Regions from separate parts of the Mus musculus genome. Here all the other regions are linked to region 1. A link is a contact called in public Hi-C data. All regions are on one chromosome and are shown on one strand. Each heading gives the region's core, a stretch centred on a gene start, on an enhancer-like site or on the middle of the called end of the contact. The rest is flanking DNA. Distances are from core to core; before and after follow the strand shown. Region 1 holds the start of Col4a5 (collagen, type IV, alpha 5). Region 2 overlaps Col4a6 (collagen, type IV, alpha 6). Region 3 overlaps Col4a6 (collagen, type IV, alpha 6).

Region 1 (2,789 bases), core at 257-2,756:
TCCTTATTCAGGACAGTGTGGGGAAGGGGGGCGAAGTGGCTTAATTTGGAAGAAACTAAAATCAGCCGCTAGAAAAAAAAAGTGCCCCAAAGGAAAACACACGCAGTGGTGCCCGCTACAACTTCTAGCACTCAGGAGATAGTTCCATGAGCCCAGGGAGGAAGGAATGGAGGGGGACGGGGCGGGGCTGCCTGCTGTCAATCACCTCCCCCTACCTTGGGAAGCTGCTTCTCTTTCTCAATTTCAAGCACCTCTGCACATAACCGTTCCAAAGTTTCATGCACAGGTCTCTAGAGACCTATACACAAGAATCTATGCAAGTAGGCATTATATATTTCCATAAAGTAAAATAGACTTGGGTGCACTACTACTACATAGGCAGATAGTCCTGAAAGAGACCTTGCACAAGGGCCCAAGTGTGCAGACTCTTATTCTAACTTCCTATTTTTTCACTAAACTTTTAGAAAGATGAGGAGGGAATCTCTGGAGTTGTAAGCCTAATCTCTAAACCCAGTAAAACTGAGGAGGAATTGGTCCTTATAAAACGGATTCAAAATATAAAGAATGCAGTTTATCCCAGACTGAGAATAGAAATGTTCAGAAGAATTCTTTAGCAAATTCCTGAAAGACACTCCAAGGAGTCCACATCGTGTATATTTTTGGTCTTTTGGTTCTTAAAAGTGTCTACAAGTTATCAAAGCGATATGCATGCCTACTTCATCTAGGAGACACAAATTCAACTACTATTGACTCCATATAGACATTTTAAATGAGATGCTTGTTTTAGTTGTAAGGAATTATGCTAATGTTATATAATTGCTTGCCACAGGTCCTTCTGAAATAGAATGATGGCAGCCACTACCTTTTACCTTAGCTTGATATAAGTGACAAATATTATTTATGGTACTCAATACATGTAAATAGAAACAGTAAGTAAGTTACAATAACATTTAACCTTTTAACATTATTAACCTACTTAATGCATCCTATATGGCATATGTTGTTACATACATTAGGTATTCACAAATACATATGTTCATTGTCTTACTTTATATACGTATATCTAATATTTTCTCATTTTCTGTTTGTATATAGAAACTGTCCTACCAACACTTGAAAGGCAAAGGCCAGCAGCCCATGGAGCAGAGGCGAAAACTTTGTTTCTAATGATTAACAATAAAAAGCACCACACTCTGAAATCCATCCGCTGGAAAAAATAGTCCCAGCTCAGGTCTGTTTGTCAATGGCTTTGATGCAGACATCTGAGGGAAAGCTGGACTGGCAGGCAAGAGTACTGTTAAGAGAAGCTGCCAATGAACAAACGAGAAATCTTTTTGGTTGGACTTGTGGGGTTCAGTCAACTTGTCTTGAAGTTTCCCTCCCTCAAATAACTGAGCGTCACTCCCTCGCAGGTTGCCGGTGCAGTGGGAAGCACTGGCGGAGTGATACGCAAATTCCCCAGCGCCAGCGGGGAGGGGGCGGTGCAGGGAAGAGAGCGAGGAAAGTAGATTTGTAGGACGTTGAGTGAGGAAAGTTTGCAAGTCCCAACAGAAGGCAAAGTGCTCCTGAGAGATCGGCTTTGGGGAGGGGAGGGGGGAGGGAAGAACAGCTTTCTTTTCTTGTTCTTGCTCTCCCTCTCTCTCTCTTATTTTAATCGCTTCCCTCTTATAAATCTCTTCCCCCAAGTGCACCAGCATAACCGGGACACTCACTGTCCCCTTTCTAGCTCTCTTCTCAATAACCCTTCAAGATTATGTCAATCGGTCTGAAGGGACCTGGGATTCCCTGCGGGTGCTGACGGAGCTGCGGGAGCCAGAGAAGAATGCAAGTGCGTGGAGTGTGCCTGGCTGCCGGCTGGTTCTTACTGGCCCTGTGTCTGTGGGGGCAGCCCGCAGAGGCTGCGGTAAGTCCTCCCTCCCGCCCCATCACTGCTCGCTCCAACAGAAACCACTGGAGCCTTTACCTTCCCTACTCTTTGACCTTGGCCAGGGAAGTCAAAATTGGCTTTAAGTAGAAAGAAATATAATTCCCAACTCTGGTCTGAGGGAAAATTCCAAGTGTTTAAAAACAGGGCCGCTTACTTCTCTGTAGCTACCTCTTCTGGGGCAAGAGTGGGCAGAGGGTGTGGGAGGCACATTAATGGGTCACTGGGCTCTGGAGGATATTTAAAACTTTTCTTCCTCTCTATCCCCCACCCAGGGTAGCTGTCTACCAGCTAGCTTCTTTCACTACTTGGACCCAGCCCAAGCACGATTTAACCTTGGTTTATAGTTTAAAATTTGGTTCCTCTAAAATTGAACTGTGGTCAGTGTGGTAATAGCCTTGATGGAGTTCTTCTCTTGGCATATGCTCTTTTCTTAAGCCACATGAACCCACCCCCCACCCCAGGTTTGTAAAGTTCTGCCCTGTTTTCTGACCTGTTGACATCATTCTTTTACAAAAGATAAAATAACCTATCAACCAGGACGAAGTAAAGAAGCATACATAGTCTTATGCTTCAGGAGTTTTGCACATTAAAAAAAAAAAGTTATGGGTTTCTGTTGGCTTGCACTTTTTAAACTCATAAAGGCACCTGAACAACTTGAGAGTTTGCCTTTCACCCATTTAAAGGACAAGAAGTCTCAGTTTTCCAATGGGAATGAGCTCTATGGGTTAGAAGAGTGGGGGAGGATGCTCACACGAAATGACAGAGCAAAAAGTTCCACTTGCCTTTAGGAATGTAGACTGGATACCACAGCCTGTTCCTGAGCAGGAAATCTGGGTAGTCCCAACACCCACTCTCCTTCTGG
Region 2 (3,107 bases), core at 497-2,996, 90 kb before region 1:
CAAACACAAACAAAGGAATAAACAAACAAATCCCGTCTCCTATGCACTGTCCAGAGGCCCATGTTCTCTTTTGTTACATTTTTTTCTCAATCAAGAAAGTTTCTGTTTTCTGGAGGGAACCTGATGATCTACACTTACCAAAACAAAAACAACACTCTAGCAAAAACTATCAGTGGCAATGGACCAAATACTCCTGATGTATGCATACATAATTTACTATAATTTTAAGAAAGTCTTTATAAAGAATTCCACTTCTTCAGACATGCTGTTTGTTATCTATCTTTGAGATTTGGCCTCCAAGGAAGGAATAGAACTCTGGAAACATGTCAGGCATATGAGTTGTCAAGGAAATGAACACTAGAGAGTAAACAAAAATTCCAGAGGGCTCTGTCTGCTTACCATAGCTTTGGCCACTATTCTCAGGTTCAGAAGGAACGTCTTGTTCAAAAAGAAACATTAATTTCCCAGAGTCAGCCATCATGCATTGTACTATGACTGCCACATTTTTCTCTGGTATTGTTCCACTAAAATCCAGAGCGAGTAGAGGGAATGAAGAAATTCCATTTCTCCCAGTTTCCCACTGGGCTGGACATGTATGAAGGATGGATGGCCCCAGGATGCCAGATCAGGCCTTGTATGGTGAGGTAACCCCAAGCAGGGAGGGCAAAGAAAATCCATTAAAGCAGCTCTGAAGCCCCACTTCAAACAATAGGGCCAGGCTGCAGGCAGCAGGGAAACAGACAGCAGGCAGGCCTGCCCAGAGCAATAAGGGAATGCAGGAGGTGGTTGTTTTCTGAGCTCTGGGGTGACCTCAGGGCTTCGAAGCAGAGTCTTAATCAGCCACCCTATCAGCACAGCAGCAACTGTAACTCAAAATCAGACTATGTATAGTGGTCTATGGAGTGGAAAGGGCCGAGACTGCCTCCTTGGTCTTTTTCGCCCCATCTGTACTCATAGATAACAATCCCCATTAGTGGTATTATCTTCAAATGCATGTAGACCATCAGCATAAATATAGCTAACCTACCATTTCTGTGAATACAAATACAGTGGCAGGACCCGTACAGAGAGGATAATAATCTGTGATAGCTTTTCATTTTGAAAATGTATTTCCTTCACAGACAGCTATTTTTCAAAAGAAGATATCTGCATAGAGGAAGAAAAAAATATGAGAGGACCATATAGTCAAATGTCAGCCATGTTTGTCTCTAGATCTTGAAAGAATAAGTGTCCTTAAAAATCTATTTCTTTTCGTTTTTTCTGTTTTGCTTGTGTTTCTTAATTTCCTATTTTTTTTTATTTAGAAATAAACACATCATCCTTGGGCAAGTTTAGAGGGTTTTTTTTTGTTGTCTATTTTATGTTACCAAAACAAAAACATACTTTAGGAGTGAGTTCATCTGTGCCCAAAGAAATCATTTCAGACAAGAGATTAGCATTTCTAAAGATAGAGCATGACACAACCTATTCATGTACCCATTGAGGGGGCAAAGATTCTATAAATAAGATCTAAGAGACTCTTGGCAGGGCTGAATATCATTAATAGAGCCGGTGCTAAACGCTAAAAGAAGAGTTGTCCATTGTAGTGATTGTCCTGACAGTCCTAATCTTGGTGTCTAACGCATTCATTTTTCCTTCACTGTCAGAATGTTACTTTGGAGTCACATTCTCAGCAAGGACCAGAGCAGTAGAGATTCTCAGGCTAGCTCCAAGTCAGCATCCCATGTGGTCACATGGAGAGCTCACAGTCAGTCTAGGCTGGAGTATTTATACCATGCTAATCAAGGAAGGCTATAAAGCAAGGCTTTCCTTCCTCCTACAGAGAGCTGCTAGTTAAATATACAAGTATTGACCACCCCCACTGCTTCTAGTCAGCAGAACCATTGTCTGATGCCTGAAAGAGGGAGGGAAAAGTTCTATTTGTACCAAAGCAAAGTTGTAGTGCTGTAAAAACTGAAGAGGTTGGATCTAGCCCAAGTTTAGCTTTTGGCTTTGCCTTTTTTCAAGCCGGGGAATGTCACTCCCAGGCTTTCATCTCTACTTATGAGAGAACAGGGACAAATCATTCTGAACTGGAGAGGGAGGTGTTGTTAGGGGCTTAAATGGTGGAGAAAAGACAGCCTTTGCTTCTTTGCTTTCGATCTTGGCTCAGTATTTATGAGCATCTGTGTGACCTCAGGCTAGTTACCTAACCTCTCTGGGCCTCCATTCACTCATCTGTAAAATAATAGTAATAATACCTTCATTATAGGGCTGTCATTAGGATTAGATGAGCTCATTCTTGGTAATCATGGTGCCAGACATCAATAAATGTTTGTTATAATTATTAAACCTGTTCCTGCTTGTTCTTGACACATAATGTCATAGAACCATGAGGTGAAACTTGGTTTGCTATGATATCTATCTGTAAGACACAGCCTAGGATCTGCTAGGGAGACATTTAAAGCTAACGCAGCTAAACTAGCACCGGACACAATGACCAGCATCTCATGCAACATAAATACAGAATATAAGGGCCTGGGTGAAGCTTAAGAAATCCAGTCTCCTATGCCAGGCCTTTTATTCACTTCTTATTTTGTCTAATTCTCATGCTCCTTGGATGTTCCTTGGATGTGTTTGCTTTGTTTTTCTTTTCTTTCACAGATGTAGACATCAGGGTTCAGAGATATTAGAGATATTAGATAACTTGTTCAAAGACCTGCAGCTGTTAATTTGCAGAGCCAAAAGTCCTTTCCAAGAGACCAGCCATACACCACTGAGGGGATTAGGAAATGATATTTCTTTTTCAGAAGATAAACGTGGCAAAAATTCAGATTCACTTGATTAAACAAAAGGTGGGAAGCTGGGTTTGGTGGAACACATACACACACACACACACACACACACACACACACACACACACACACACACAGGAATCCTGAGACAAGTGGACTGCTGAAAGTTTGAGTACTGACTGGCCTACAGAGGGACTGGTACTACACTAGGGCTACAGAGCAAGACTAAGACTATTGCAAAAACAAACAAACAAAGAAGCCAAAACAACAACCACAACCATCACCACAACAAAACCCAAAAACTAAAACCAAACCTATCTTACCATCCAATTA
Region 3 (3,090 bases), core at 51-2,550, 110 kb before region 1:
TCAATTTACTTTCTCTCCATTTCCTATACCCTGGTTTGAACATAGAGTTTTCCAAAAAAGGATGATATAGGAAGTATCAAAGCCAGGGTTCAACTCAAAGCTCAGAGCTCTTGTTTCCAAGCAACTGAGAGTGTGTTCTGGGAAGTGTGGCAGTTCCCCAGCAAACTATAGCACTTAGGAGATGTTTAGTAAGTTGATACCCCCGCGCGCGCGCGCGTGCGCGCGTGTGCGCGCGCGCGCGTGCGCACACACACACACACACCGGGAGGGGGATAAGAGAGAGTTTTATTTGCTCTGCTGGGTCACACAATAATTCTATGCTTAGTTCATTGAGGAACTCTTATGTTTCTCCTTTCATTATGGAAAGGGGTTCATTAGCCCTATTTCTTTGGTTACATATTCTGCAATGTTTCTCCTTTCATTATGGAAAGGGGTTCATTAGCCCTATTTCTTTGGTTACATATTCTGCAATGGCATTTCCTGTTTATTTTATTTCTTTCAATCTCCTCTCCATGTGATGGCACATAATATATTCCCAATAAATATGTTTGGTAAAAGATCTACAAATTAACATAACGGGCCACCATTCTATTGCATACATGTAAAATAGGACTGTACGGTACAGTACTTCATCAGGAAAGAAATATCATAGTATGTCTTCAGTTTCCACTCAATTAAAATCAGATGATCTCCTGCTAGTGCAGCTAGGAACAAACAGGCATCTTCTTAGAGGAGGCAAAAGTCTATATTTTGAATCAAAACAGATATGGGAGTAAACTTCAATACAGGGTTTACAAGCTCTGTGGAATTTAATTTCTTCACTTCGGAACATCAGGCTATCAGTGATAGTGCTAATACTTATTGCTTTCTCCTAAATATGTACAGTTTAGACATTTTTCTCTTGAGCTATTAACAATGCTATGACAACCCACCGATGTATATCATAACAATATAAATTACAAGAAAATGCAGGCCGATGCTATAACATTGGAATTATGACCTTATATCTCCAATTAGCTGTGCCAACCAGATTCCTTTTAGAATGGCTCTGGCATTCGTAACCCTAAGAACAAAAATGGGACTTGAAAGAAGGGTTAGGTTGCATCCTGGCAGATGAACAAGGGATCTGCTGGTGGCTTTCCAGCTGATAATAGAAAAATCAGTGGGCAGGAATGAGATGGCATTCCCAGTGTTTAACCATAAGAATAAGCCTTTTAATTCTCTAAGCCCTGTGGATCTCTTGGACACATGGTTAGTCATCAGTTTACTTTGGACATTTGATTGCTCATGCATGCCAAGAGAGCTGTCCACATTTCAGTAGACTGACTCATGCCTGGGCCCTGGCATTGGAGGCTGAAGAGTGCAGTTCCATGAGGTGGAAAGAATAAGTGGAGTCAGAACAAGAAACAGCCTTGGGAATCAAGATCTGTGATTTTTGTAAAGAATTAACAGTGTACACATGCAGTAGGAATCTAAGCTTCTTGTCACTGTATCTGGAGAGGTTAGAGTAGCATTGGGAGAGAGTCCTATATGAGGGCCCAATGCACTGTTGGCACACAACTGACTGCTCTAGTAATCCCCAAACTCTACTTGTAGGATTATTTTCTTAAGGTTTGATAGAATGGTTTGTCTACTCTGTTGGGCAGACTATCTCTAGCTGTAACTACTTTATACTGAGGTTTCGAAATCCATGGTTCAAAATGAGATTGCACTATAGTTAACAGCCTTTGTAACTTTGTTTTACTTCCTCTAGTTCTTAAAAGTTGTTTCAAAGATGTGCACTAATATGAACACTGGGTCTGAACACAGCCAAAAGTATAGATGAATTTTATATATCTAAAATATATTTTTAAAAGAGGTAATGAAGAGAGGATTTTATTGCCAGACTGACCATCACAAGAAAGGAGAGTTAACAGCAACCAGTCTGCTTCACTCATGGGTTTGAAAATGGGGACCTCTAATATTCTGCTTACATTCAATTTCCCCTGTGGCCAAACACCTGACCCTTCCCTACCAAAAAATTCTGACAACCAGATTTATAAATTGCCACTTCTGACTGAGAGTGTGTACATTTGTAGATAAGAGCTAAAAAGGCTTTCAGGAAAACTAGGAGTGGACAATAGAAAATTCCAGAAAATGGCAGGAGCCTGGAGCATCCGCTCTCTGTAGTTTGCTCTCTGTGGTTTCTGACTAAATTAGCCCTACTAGTTTCAGAATTCTATAAACATTCCTGCTAAAAAACTAATTATGTATAACAAGCACCATCAAGACCTCTTAAAATATCCCTTGTAATATATTCCCTCTGTGACTGCCCTTTGCCCTTTTTACCTTTTCCTCTCTCTCTCTCTCTCTCTCTCTCTCTCTCTCTCTCTCTCTCTCTCTCTCTCTCTCTCTCTCTCTCTCTCTCTCTCCTCTCTCTTTCTGGTATTTGACTCTTCCCAGAGTCATTACTCTCAGAAATTCAGTTCTTAGGCCAGTTAAAGCCCCAGCCTTCCAGAATTTGAAAACAACCTGTAGTAGGAGCCAAATCCTGTTCTTCCGCATACTCACAGATATACTCTAACCAAACTATCCAGTATAAATGTACAAGCTTTCCTTCTTCAGAGAGTAAGTGAGATAATTAGGAAATGAATAGATGTTGATCTCAGCCCTTAAATTCTGTAGCCTGGGATTCAGATGTCATCACATATTTCAATGCCTCTGTCCTCAACTGCTCTTTCTTTTTTTTTTTTCCATTTTTTATTAGGTATTTAGCTCATTTACATTTCCAATGCTATACCAAAAGTCCCCCATACCCACCCACCCCCACTCCCCTACCCACCCACTCCCTCAACTGCTCTTTCTGATCTGCTTTCTACCATCTAGGCCTTCTTTTAATCATTTGCCTTCTGACCCCAATACTTACTTTCCCTGCTCGGTATTGCTGTGGATTTGATTATTGTTACTGCTTCTCTGTTTCTGAGCTATCTGATTTTCTCCTCAGTAATTATTCCAACTCTTTCTCTTGCTATGATACAGTTCATGGACCCATACCAAAACCATACTCAGCTTTCCAAACTTTTGCACAAGACCCTGGTCTCTGCTTAAATT

The links. Hi-C and Micro-C count contacts between places; a contact is called where the count stands out from the background.
Region 2: a contact with region 1 is called in a Hi-C map of uterus. The contact joins the enhancer-like site here to the promoter of Col4a5 in region 1. A contact is called at or near these places in 2 of 39 promoter capture datasets (the 3T3-L1 cell line and 3T3-L1-derived adipocytes), 1 of 15 datasets of contacts at CTCF or cohesin (the NIH/3T3 cell line), 5 of 484 Hi-C or Micro-C datasets (nephron progenitors and uterus) and 1 of 9 other capture datasets (adipose tissue).
Region 3: a contact with region 1 is called in a Hi-C map of adipose-derived mesenchymal stem cells, with 1.8 times the contacts expected there. The contact joins the enhancer-like site here to the promoter of Col4a5 in region 1. A contact is called at or near these places in 3 of 39 promoter capture datasets (the 3T3-L1 cell line, 3T3-L1-derived adipocytes and frontonasal cranial neural crest), 2 of 484 Hi-C or Micro-C datasets (adipose-derived mesenchymal stem cells and embryonic fibroblasts), 1 of 115 datasets of contacts at active chromatin or transcription factors (vascular smooth muscle cells) and 1 of 9 other capture datasets (adipose tissue).

Annotation. Positions count from the first base shown.
Region 1 is chrX:141,473,913-141,476,701 of GRCm38.p6, forward strand. It overlaps Col4a5 (collagen, type IV, alpha 5), which reads left to right and starts at 1,507. Exons shown (of 53, transcript NM_001163155.1): 1 at 1,507-1,903. The coding sequence starts at 1,823. It overlaps Col4a6 (collagen, type IV, alpha 6), which reads right to left and starts at 164. Exons shown (of 45, transcript NM_053185.2): 1 at 1-164.
Region 2 is chrX:141,384,120-141,387,226 of GRCm38.p6, forward strand. All of the region lies in intron 2 of Col4a6 (collagen, type IV, alpha 6), which reads right to left. Among named protein-coding and RNA genes, the nearest start is that of Col4a6, 88 kb to the right of the region's middle. Within about 2 kb of position 1,747, at least 8 of the 459 cell types and tissues checked have an H3K27ac peak or open chromatin away from gene starts, as enhancers often do. A contact at or near this core is called in uterus, where this site is marked.
Region 3 is chrX:141,362,226-141,365,315 of GRCm38.p6, forward strand. All of the region lies in intron 2 of Col4a6 (collagen, type IV, alpha 6), which reads right to left. Among named protein-coding and RNA genes, the nearest start is that of Col4a6, 110 kb to the right of the region's middle. Within about 2 kb of position 1,301, at least 38 of the 459 cell types and tissues checked have an H3K27ac peak or open chromatin away from gene starts, as enhancers often do. A contact at or near this core is called in adipose-derived mesenchymal stem cells, where this site is marked.